Linked DNA regions of Pan troglodytes: region 2 is linked to region 1. Evidence: chromatin contacts called from public HiChIP or PLAC-seq data. All regions are on one chromosome and are shown on one strand. Each heading gives the region's core, a stretch centred on a gene start, on an enhancer-like site or on the middle of the called end of the contact. The rest is flanking DNA. Distances are from core to core; before and after follow the strand shown. Region 1 holds the start of GNA14 (G protein subunit alpha 14). Region 2 holds the start of GNAQ (G protein subunit alpha q).

Region 1 (4,804 bases), core at 1,212-3,711:
GACCCCCATGGGAGGCAGGCATAGGAGCTCACGGTCAGAGGAGCAGCAACGGCATGGGCTTCACCCCCACAGCTGACCTAGCATCGGCTTTGCCTTTTCTCAATCAGGGCAAGTTGGTCAGTTCTCCAGGCCTCCATGTTTTAATTCTCTAGAATAGCGATATCACCTGCCCGCATCACCAGGTGGTGATGCCCTTAAGAACTTAGCACGATCTGGCACATGGTAAATTCTCAAGATGCTTCATCTAGAACTGAAAGCGTGCGAGTCAGAGCTAGCGCTGAACCCAAAATGTGGGTCACCACAGACCCCAAGCTGGGTGTGCTGCGGACGGAGGAGCGGACGGGGTTTTGAGGAGAGGGGCACACCGGAACACATAAGGTACAGCGGTCAAGAAGTTAAGTGTTACAGGTCCCTATCCTGTTTTGGGGCAGGGGAAGGTGGTGCTTTTGCAAGTCGCCCAGCCAGAGATGGAAAGAACAGGCACCTAAGGCCCCAAGTTGCTGGCATCCGTGAGCTCCGAGGGGGAGAAGGACGAAGCCGCCCTGCACCCCACTGGGCTCCAGGGCCGCGCGGGTGCCAGTGGAGCGGCCGGGAGGGCTCGGGAGGGGAACGCCCGGCTCACTGGAGTCGGAGACGGAGCCACTCACCCAGCAGCAGCAGCTTGAGCTCACGGCGCGCGTCCTTCTTGTCCCGACGAAGCTGCCGCTCGATCTCCGCGCTGATGCGCTGCGACTCCTTCTCCTCCGCGGACAGGCAGCAGCAGCCGGCCATGGTGCGCTCAGCTCAGTACCCGACGGGGCGACGCGGCCCCGGGCACCCGAATCCTCGGCCCGGCCGCTCACCCGGCCAGCATGCGACGGACACAGGGGTGTGGAAAGAAAAGACGGGGGCCGACTTGAGCTTTGGAGTAAGACGCCTGGACCTCCGAGGCTCAATCCCCCCTCGAAAGTCGGCTCTGAGGCGGGGCGAATGCCGAGCGCTGGGAACGCTCGAGTGCACCGCGAAACCGGGCTCAGCCCGCCCCACTCTCGCTCTGGGGAGGAGGAGGGCGAGTCGAGAAGTTGGGAGCGTTGCTGGCCCCGGGAAGATGCGCGCGCCCCTTGGCACAGGAGCCGGACAGCAGTCAGGGGGCGCAGACGACAGTTGGAACGTCGGTGCTAGGGGGAGGATCTCCTGGGCCTAGGGGTGTCCCCAGGCGGGAGGTAGGCGCGGAGTGGGTTGAAGGCAAAGGACCTGGCTGGCCTTTGCCTGGAAAGTTCTGAAAACCTCAGCAGTGACCGCAGACTAAGACCGAGTGGAAAGGTTCCCGCTAGCGTTTGTGGCTCTAAGTGGCAGGAGGAGGCGGAGCATCTTGAACCTGCAGCCCTGGCGTCTGCTGGACTGGCCCGTCTGGGCACCCCAAGCCGAAGGCGCCTGGAAGTGAAAGGGGACGAGCAGGGGGCGCGGAGCTGGGGGTGGGAGCTGGCGCCTCTAGAAGCAGCCCCCACACTTGCCTCCCTGGCTGGGGGGTCCCGGCCAAGGTTTGCTGTAACCTGCGCGTCTGGCCGCCAGGCACCGTGTTCCGACAGGTGAGTGAGTTTCGCCAACTCACTCGCTCGGAGAAGGCGGCAGCAGGCTGGAAGAGGAGCGGCGCCAAGCGTCTGTTGCGAGACACAAAGCCCGAGGTCTCTACGCAGACCTGAAGTGGAAGCTTGCCCACCAGCTTCACCACCACGCACACCCGGATTTCCTAGACTGGCTCCTTCCGCTTCCCGGACGCCCCGGCCCAGCTCGGGCTTGGCCAAAGCCCTTGGTCAGCTCGGCAATTTGCCTGTGAAGTGTGGCTGGGCCTGAGCCTGCTGGCTCTGAGCTCGGAGAAGGAGCCGCCGCTGGGTTCAGTTATAAGAGAACTGCAAGAGCCCAGGGTAAATATCCTCTCGGCCTCCGGACGAGGGGGCTGGGGAGAAAGGGAACGGCTGATTGCTTTGCATTTTATGATGGGAAAGACACCTGCTTTGTAGAAAGGGCTGATACGTTCCTAGTAGCACCTGGCAAGTTTCCTGCCCAGCCCAGAAGCCTAACAGCCGCCTTGCGATTGTGTCCGCACTGACACCTTGGCCTGTATCCTGGACCGTCGGGGTCAAGTTTGAGCAGCATTAATAAAAACTTTAAAAGCACCTCTTAGTGCTTAAGTGACACGATAAAATGCGTATTACAACATCTGACTTTTGTCTGTGTAGATTTTGATGCAGAAAAGGGAAGGTGGGGAGAGGGGATCCTATTGGCCACAGCAATGAACGTTCTTTCCTTCTCAAGTCAGTATAGGCCATATGCTAATGGAGCGTTAGGCAATTAGCTAGTGCTTCCTCTACTAAGAGCAGGCATAAGTGCGTTTCATTTGAGTAGCATATATTTTATAAATTCAAACTGAGGATCACATTGAGTGGAATGGTACGTGTCATTATATAAAGAAGTTGGTATCGCGATGCTATCTGGCTGCATGTTCTTATTATTTTACAGTTTAAGAAATGTAGAGGAATCAGACATTAAAAATGTGCATACATACTTTAATGTGTGACTATTTTAGTTTTCTTGCAGGCATAAATTGACAGTAACAGTGACCCCTACAGGAAAACTCCTGGACATTTCAGATTTGATCTTTGGCCATTTAATAGCCTGTTTCTTCTCTCTTAGCTCTTACGGATTCATTTACAGTTTGAGAATAAGATCTCTTGGCTTCTCAAAGTCATGGTTGCATCATAATTGTTGCATGATAAATTTTATCATTTAAAAATTATAAAAATTGTTTAAATGATTAAAACTAGGGCAAATTTGAACTCTTACGTTAACGGGAATTACTGATACTGACCTATTAGGTTTAAAGTTGGCAAGATTTCAAAAACAGTCATGAAACGTATTGATTAGGGCAAATCTGTACAACTTTCCTGGGCTAGTCAGCTTGGCAGTATATATCTGAAGCCTTAAACATGTCCGTCCCCTTCGGCCAAACCAGTAATTTCTCCCTTAAGAAATAACTAGAAAGAAGCCTCATGATTGATGCGAAGGTTTTATTGCCAATACAACAACAAAAACTCACAACCTAAATACCTAACAACAGGGAAGAGATCACTTAAATCATGGTTTATCCATAAAATGAGATGTTTTGGGGCCATTAAATATGTGGCTATGCCAGTAGTAAACATGTGAATAAATTTGGAGAAAATCCTCAAAATATATTGAATGAAAAAGGCAAGATCCAAAAATATAAAGAGTATGATAAGATTTTAGTATAAGAATACGCATACACATTTTTAAGAGACTAAAGGGACACAATTAAAAAGGTAGCTTGCTGTGAGTCATGGCTGTTTGGTTGATTTTCATTGTTCATTAGAAAATTTGGGCCGGGTGCAGTGGCTCACGTCTGTAATCCCAGCACTTTGGGAGGCCGAGGCGGGCAGATCACCTGAGGTTGGGAGTTCGAGACCAGCCAGCCTGACCAACATGGAGAAACCCCATCTCTACTAAAAATACAAAATTAGTCGGGTGTGGTGGCACATGCCTGTAATCCCAGCTACTCGGGAGGCTGAGGCAGGAGAATTGCTTGAATCGGGAAGGCAGAGGTTGTGGTGAGCCGAGATCACACCATTGCACTCCAGCCTGGGCAACAAGAGCCAAACTCCGTCTCAAAAAAAAAAAAAAAAGAAAGAAAGAAAGAAAATTTGGGGCAGCTTGCATAAAATTATTTAGGCTCCACTTTCCTTAACTATAAGATGAGAGGGATAAGCCAGAATAAGCTCAAAAGGATCACCCAACTCTAACATGCATTATTTCTTTGATGACATTCACACTTATCCAAAATAAATTTATTTAAAAATAATCAAAAACCTAAAGTTGTTATTGAGCATCAGCCACTGGTAAGAAATAGAAAACTGGGATATCACAAGTCAATCATTTTTATACTTCTATGTTTTATTCATCTCTATTTTCCTTATCTGTAGAATCTGGAAGGTAAAATGATAATAATTTTAAGATATTAATTCATTGGAAACATCTTTCCAGGAAGGGGTAGTTTTGAAAAGAGTTCTTAATAAAAGAGAATATTTATTTTCCTAAGTTATTTCAAAAAAGCTGCAATTTTATTTTATTCATCTTGAAGACGAGAGCGCAGACTGGACCTGAGTTTCAGATATCCACCAAGTGTGGGGCTACAAGGGTGAGCTAATTGTCTGATATCCCTCTGAATGTCCACTGGGTCCATACCAGCCCCTGTACCAGGCAGTGAGGATTCAGGTAATAAGACGATTCCAGACTTTCGGTAGAGCTATAGTCTAGTAGAAAGAAGTAAAACTGAGACCCTGAAATCTGAACCTACCCCTTCCTACTTCCTTCCAGAGAAGAGTGAGAGCACAGAGTCACCTGGAGGCGCTCCCCAGGCCTACAGATATGCACAGCAGCCTCATCTCCCATCACTCTCCTGGAACTCTAGACAAATGGAATTTTCTGTTCTCCCTACCTCCTGCCTCCATGCCTTGGTGCATGCTGTTCCATCTTCCAGGAATACCATCTCTCACCCTAGGCAAAATTAGGTAATTTCTTTTTCAGTTACATCTCTTCTGAGGAAGCAACTCCAGCCCTTGTCAGTTACATCCATCTTTCCCTACTGCTGGAACACTGTCAACATCTCACTCTATTATACCCGTCTGTTTCTTCTAATCTATGAGTTACTCACAGGTAAAGAGTTTTTCTTGCTTATCCTGGTATTCCTAAATTAGCAAGTTTCAGTTGACTAACCTTAAATACTGAAACCAAGAAGAATTAGTCTGAG
Region 2 (4,804 bases), core at 1,465-3,964, 380 kb after region 1:
TAAATACACAGTATGGAATTAAGCATCCATGTAAGTGTATTTCCCTTAGACATTCAAACCTAGGCCCACTGAGAAACTCCCTGGGCTTTAACTCTTAGCTGCTGGGAAACTCAGAGCTGTCACTTTTCAGGCAAATAGGGTTGGCTGGAGAGACCTCAACTGCCCAGTTCACAATTAAACAGAAACAAAGACTGTCAACAGGGCAATGAAATAAAAAAAAAAAACACAATTCTTAAAACAAGTCTCTCTAAAATACGTGCGTTTCCCCTTAATTATACACTTAAAACACTCTATGTATTTCTTTTGTTCTTTATTTTCTTCTCAACCTTGAGAACTCAGAAAACATTCAACTGCCTGTTTTCAGCCATTAGAAGTAGCTCAAAATGAGAATTAAAAAAAAAAAATCTTTACTTTCCAATTGCAGTTTGCCTCCTCCCTGGCTTCATTCCCCTAAGCCCAACTCTTTCATCTAGTGCTTTGCCTTCTGCTCTTTATAAACATGTGCACATTTATCTAATTGAGTTTCAAAATGAAGACATAAAGAAAGCATGTCATGTGAATTAACTATTAGTAACTATGTGTGTGATCAGTATATTTTGTTCCTGCTTGTAAATGATCCAGTACATAAGCAGTTCATTCCCAAAGGCAATTGGTTCCTTGAGCCAGCAAATGGAATGCTCAAGATAAGAAAGAAAATGCATGCTTCTCACAAACACCAACTAACAGTACAATATTCTTTTCTTACAGAAATGTTTGAGAAACACATTTATTATACATGCAAATACCCAGAACACAAGTGCAGACATTTTTCAGGCCTGTTACTGCAAAGCTGTTTGCTCTTCCTGCCACAATAGCTCAGGGTTCTGTCACTGTGGCTTGTATATGAACCCTGATCGCTTGATTCTGAACATCCTCCCAGAGATAATCATCAATAAATTTCTATTTGAGAAATGGCATTTTCTTGCTAACTTAGTGTTGAAGCAGAATTTTTTTTTTCAAGACTAGAGGGAAATTTTTCCTGTATGCTTCCCGTTTTTCCTTCTAGCCCAGATTCCAAAGATATTAAAATGCTATCTGTGTTAAACAAAAGGTTTCTATTGCCAAGAGAGTAACTGAGAGACTGCACTGGTTTTCGGTAGTAACTATTGTGAATTGAGGCCTACATCTAGGTTGCCTCATTAAACAAAAGATACCGGTCGCTGTCAACAACCACACAGCACAACGCTCCCCTACCCTCATCTTTATCTAGAAGGAATGGTGCAGACGAGAATAACGCCTGTCACCATCCACTGGCCAAGAAACTCTTCTAGGCTCCCTCCTTTCGATGGTCTGGTGGCTAGAGAACAGCACTTGTGTGACACATTTGGGCTTGCCCTCCCGCCTCGCCCCCAGTACACAGACCCTTTCCTTGGAGGGCCAACCACTTGGCTACCTCACCATGAGTGCTCCGGGAATCCAGCTGCGAGTCTGCCCACCGTTCCCCCATTCCCTCCTGACCCCATAGGGCACTGATAATGGATGCACACCGGCCACTCCACCGCAGGCCATCCCCCAACGTGCCCCGGCTCCGCTCGCCACCCGCTGGGCCACACACACGGCTCCCCACGCCACCACCCCATGGGGTGCCGCGGCCACGACACTGGAAGTTCAACCCCTCTGCCCACCTTTCCACCCCCGCGCCTCTGGTCGGAGTGATCTGCCATTTAGCAGATGCACAGCAGATAAAGCACAGCCCTCAGGGACACGAAAAGGAACAAGCCAAGGCACCGGGCAGGGCAGCCCCGACCCCTGTGCTGCGTGTGTTGTCGTTGTGTGTGTGTGTGTCTGTGTGTCTGTGTGTAACGTGCCCGCGCGGGTGAAGGCAGTGGCCGGGGGCGCGCCCGGGAGGGTAGGGGCGAACCGCGGGCGCCGGGGGGCGGGGGCGCCGAAGGCAGCTGCCCCGCAGGGCCAAGGATGGTGGGCTGGGGGCGCAGAGGCCCGGCGGGGCCCCGGACGGTACTCACCGAGCAGCAGCAGCTTGAGCTCCCGGCGGGCGTCCCGCTTGTCCCTGCGGAGCTGCCGCTCGATCTCGTCGTTGATCCGCCGGGCTTCCTTGGCCTCCTCGCTCAGGCAGCACGCCATGATGGACTCCAGAGTCATTCTTCCAAAGTGCCTCCGCTGCAGCCCCGCCGGCACCCCCTGCTCACAGCGCGCACACACACCCTCCCGCCCTCGCTCCCCCGAGGCAGCGGTGGCCGCCGAGCCCCCGCCGCCCGGGCGCGCGTCCGGGACGAGCTCCGGGAACCGCCGCGGGGGCGGCGGCCAGGGCCGGGGCCACCAGGTGGGCCGGGGGCGCGGTGGGAGCGGATGGTCTGGGCCGACGGGAGAAGAGAGGCGGGCGCGGGAGGCGGGCGCTGGCTCGGGGGGCGCGTGAGAGAAGGCCGCCGCGCCCGGCCTCGCTCAGACGCCCGCGCCTCCTTCCCCGGGAACAGGCGGCCCGCCTCGCCCCCCGAGCCGCCGCCGCCACCGCCGCCTGCGAGGCTCCCCTACGCCGTGCGCCTGGCGGCGAGAGCTCATCCACCGGGGTGTCCCCGCAGCGAGCGGCCGCCGACGGCTCCCCGCGCCCGGCGCGCCCGCTCCTCGCCGCCGCCTGACACGGCTCTCGGGCGCCCTCGGCCCTGTCCGCGCCCACCGCCCGGCTCGCGCGCAGACCCGGTTCCCGTCCCGCCCGGCAACCGCGCGCTCCTCCGCCTCCGCCTCCGCCCCCGCCCCCGCCAGACGCCCACCCCCTGCCCCGATTGCCAGGCGCGGAGCGGCTGCTCAGTGCGCGCCCTCCCCCTCGCCACACACACACATTTTCTTCTTTCTCTGAACTGGAGCACAGATCCGGGAGGGAGGAGGCGGCGGCGAAAGGAGGAGGGGGAAGAGGCGGAGGGGACGGGCGCGGGAGGAGGGAGCCGGGAGGCGGTGCCGCCCGGCCCCTCCTGGAAGGCTTTCCTGGGCTCGCGGCCGCCGCGGCGCGCCTCCCAGTGCGGCTCTCGCCTCGCCCGCGCGGCTCCCGGGCTGGGCCGGCCCCCGCGGGCTCTGCGGACGCCTACTGCTCCCGCACCCTCGGCAGAGTCCGCGGGCGCAGCAGTCACGGCCGCCCCCGGCCGAAGTCGGGGCCGGACCCGGCCGCCGACGCGCAGCCCGAGCCGGCGGCCGCCGTTGCGTGCCAGGGCCGCAGCCGACCTGCGGCTGCCGTCCGGCCGGGCGTGGTGAGACAGGAATATGGCGGCCTCTGCCTGCCTCAGCCCACCGGCCCGGGAGCGCGGCCGCGGCCCCTGCTGAAGTCGCGGGAGGCGGCCCCGCGGAGCCCCGCACGCGCTCCCTGCGGCGCCGGCGCTGGCGTCCGCCGCTCCCGGGCTGTGCCTGTCTGCTCCACGGGGTCGCTCCTCAGACGTTTGTGTGTTTCCCGTTCCTATTTCTAAAACGCCATTCGGTTAGAAACTCTCACGTCACCTCTGACACCGGTGCAGTCTTAGAAAATAAGCTCCTCTATACTATGTGGGGCTACTGGGGAAGGGAAGGAATTGGCACCGGTGCCCAGAGGTGTAGGGGGAGATTCACAGGCGAAGCTGTTCGCAAAGTAACGTGAGATAGAAATCTAAATCCTGAGCAGAGAAAGGAAGCTGCCCAAGTTTCCAAGAGCCTCCCGATAGGTTCCAACTTTTCATGCCTTTGTTTTTTTGGTGGTTGTTGGTTGTTTTTGTTTTTTTAAGTTGTTTTTGTTTTTGTTTTACAAGTTCTCTTGTTTCTGACAAGGCACACGATGTTTAGCCGCCGAGTAATCGAATTTACTCTTCTAGACTGAGATTGAATTATGGATGACTTATGGGAAAATGTAAAATAATGTGGAATAAAAGGAAAGGAAAGAATGAAATAAAAGAGAAACTAAGGCGGCCCCAGCAAAACGGCATTCTAGTTTTTTTGATTTGCAATATGTGATTGAGGCAGTAAACTGTCGTATGCACATTTCATTGTGATCGTCTACTGATAAATAGCACACGAAAATAATCTTGTTTAATCAGGCCCAGGAGATGAAACTCATATTGCTTCCTGCCTTAAAGGAACCTGAGGTCTTCAAAGAAAATTGTCTTTTATGAAGAGAACCGCTTTTTCACGTTTCATGTGTTCTCTGAAGTGTCCCTGGTGCAACCTGCTGATCCAGAGTGTAAGGTACGGTCATGACTCTGCTTTTGCTACAGATCAAGAACTCATATAGAGTTCTTAGACAACAGGTGTGTAACTTCCTTCTTTCTTTCATTTGCCATTACTCCACCGTTTCACACACATACACTCTAAACCACGATTTAAATCAAGCAAGTCAAGATATAAATGTATATTTTAGGTTCTCTGTTTAAAACCTAGAAAATAATTAAATTTCACCTTGCCCTGGAGAGCAGAGAGGGCAAACCTCAGCCCTTTTATGTGAATGCCTACAGAGAACAGCTAGACTTGCTATGAAATTAAAATTTAAAATCAAGTGACTAAAGAAATTAAAGATTGAAATTCAGTATGCAAAAATAGAAAGTGGCTTCAGGAGAAAAAATTTTAAGTTTGCATCCTCCGAATATATGTATGTATATGAGCTTTGGAGAGACACAGAACACTGGAAAACCAAATGACAGAAAGCTTGAAGTCTCTGGTTACCTACCCAGGGATCCTCTGAGACTTTTAAAAATGTCTTTTAAAATGAGCCATCAGGCTATCAGGTAATATGTTTTGACTGAATTGTCCTATTATTTGATGAATTCATCTGTTTCAGCGGGCTATAGATACAGTC

Evidence for each region. HiChIP or PLAC-seq counts read pairs in DNA pulled down with a chosen protein or histone mark.
Region 2: an H3K4me3 HiChIP or PLAC-seq map of stem cell-derived excitatory neurons shows a contact between it and region 1, with 4 times the contacts expected there. The contact joins the promoter of GNAQ here to the promoter of GNA14 in region 1. A contact is called at or near these places in 1 of 7 Hi-C or Micro-C datasets (stem cell-derived neural progenitor cells) and 1 of 1 datasets of contacts at active chromatin or transcription factors (stem cell-derived excitatory neurons).

The regions. Positions count from the first base shown.
Region 1 is chr11:68,131,034-68,135,837 of NHGRI_mPanTro3-v2.0_pri, forward strand. GNA14 (G protein subunit alpha 14) reads right to left here and starts at 2,462. Exons shown (of 7, transcript XM_528331.9): 1 at 648-2,462. The coding sequence starts at 771.
Region 2 is chr11:68,510,109-68,514,912 of NHGRI_mPanTro3-v2.0_pri, forward strand. It overlaps GNAQ (G protein subunit alpha q), which reads right to left and starts at 2,715. Exons shown (of 7, transcript XM_016960988.3): 1 at 2,004-2,715. The coding sequence starts at 2,139.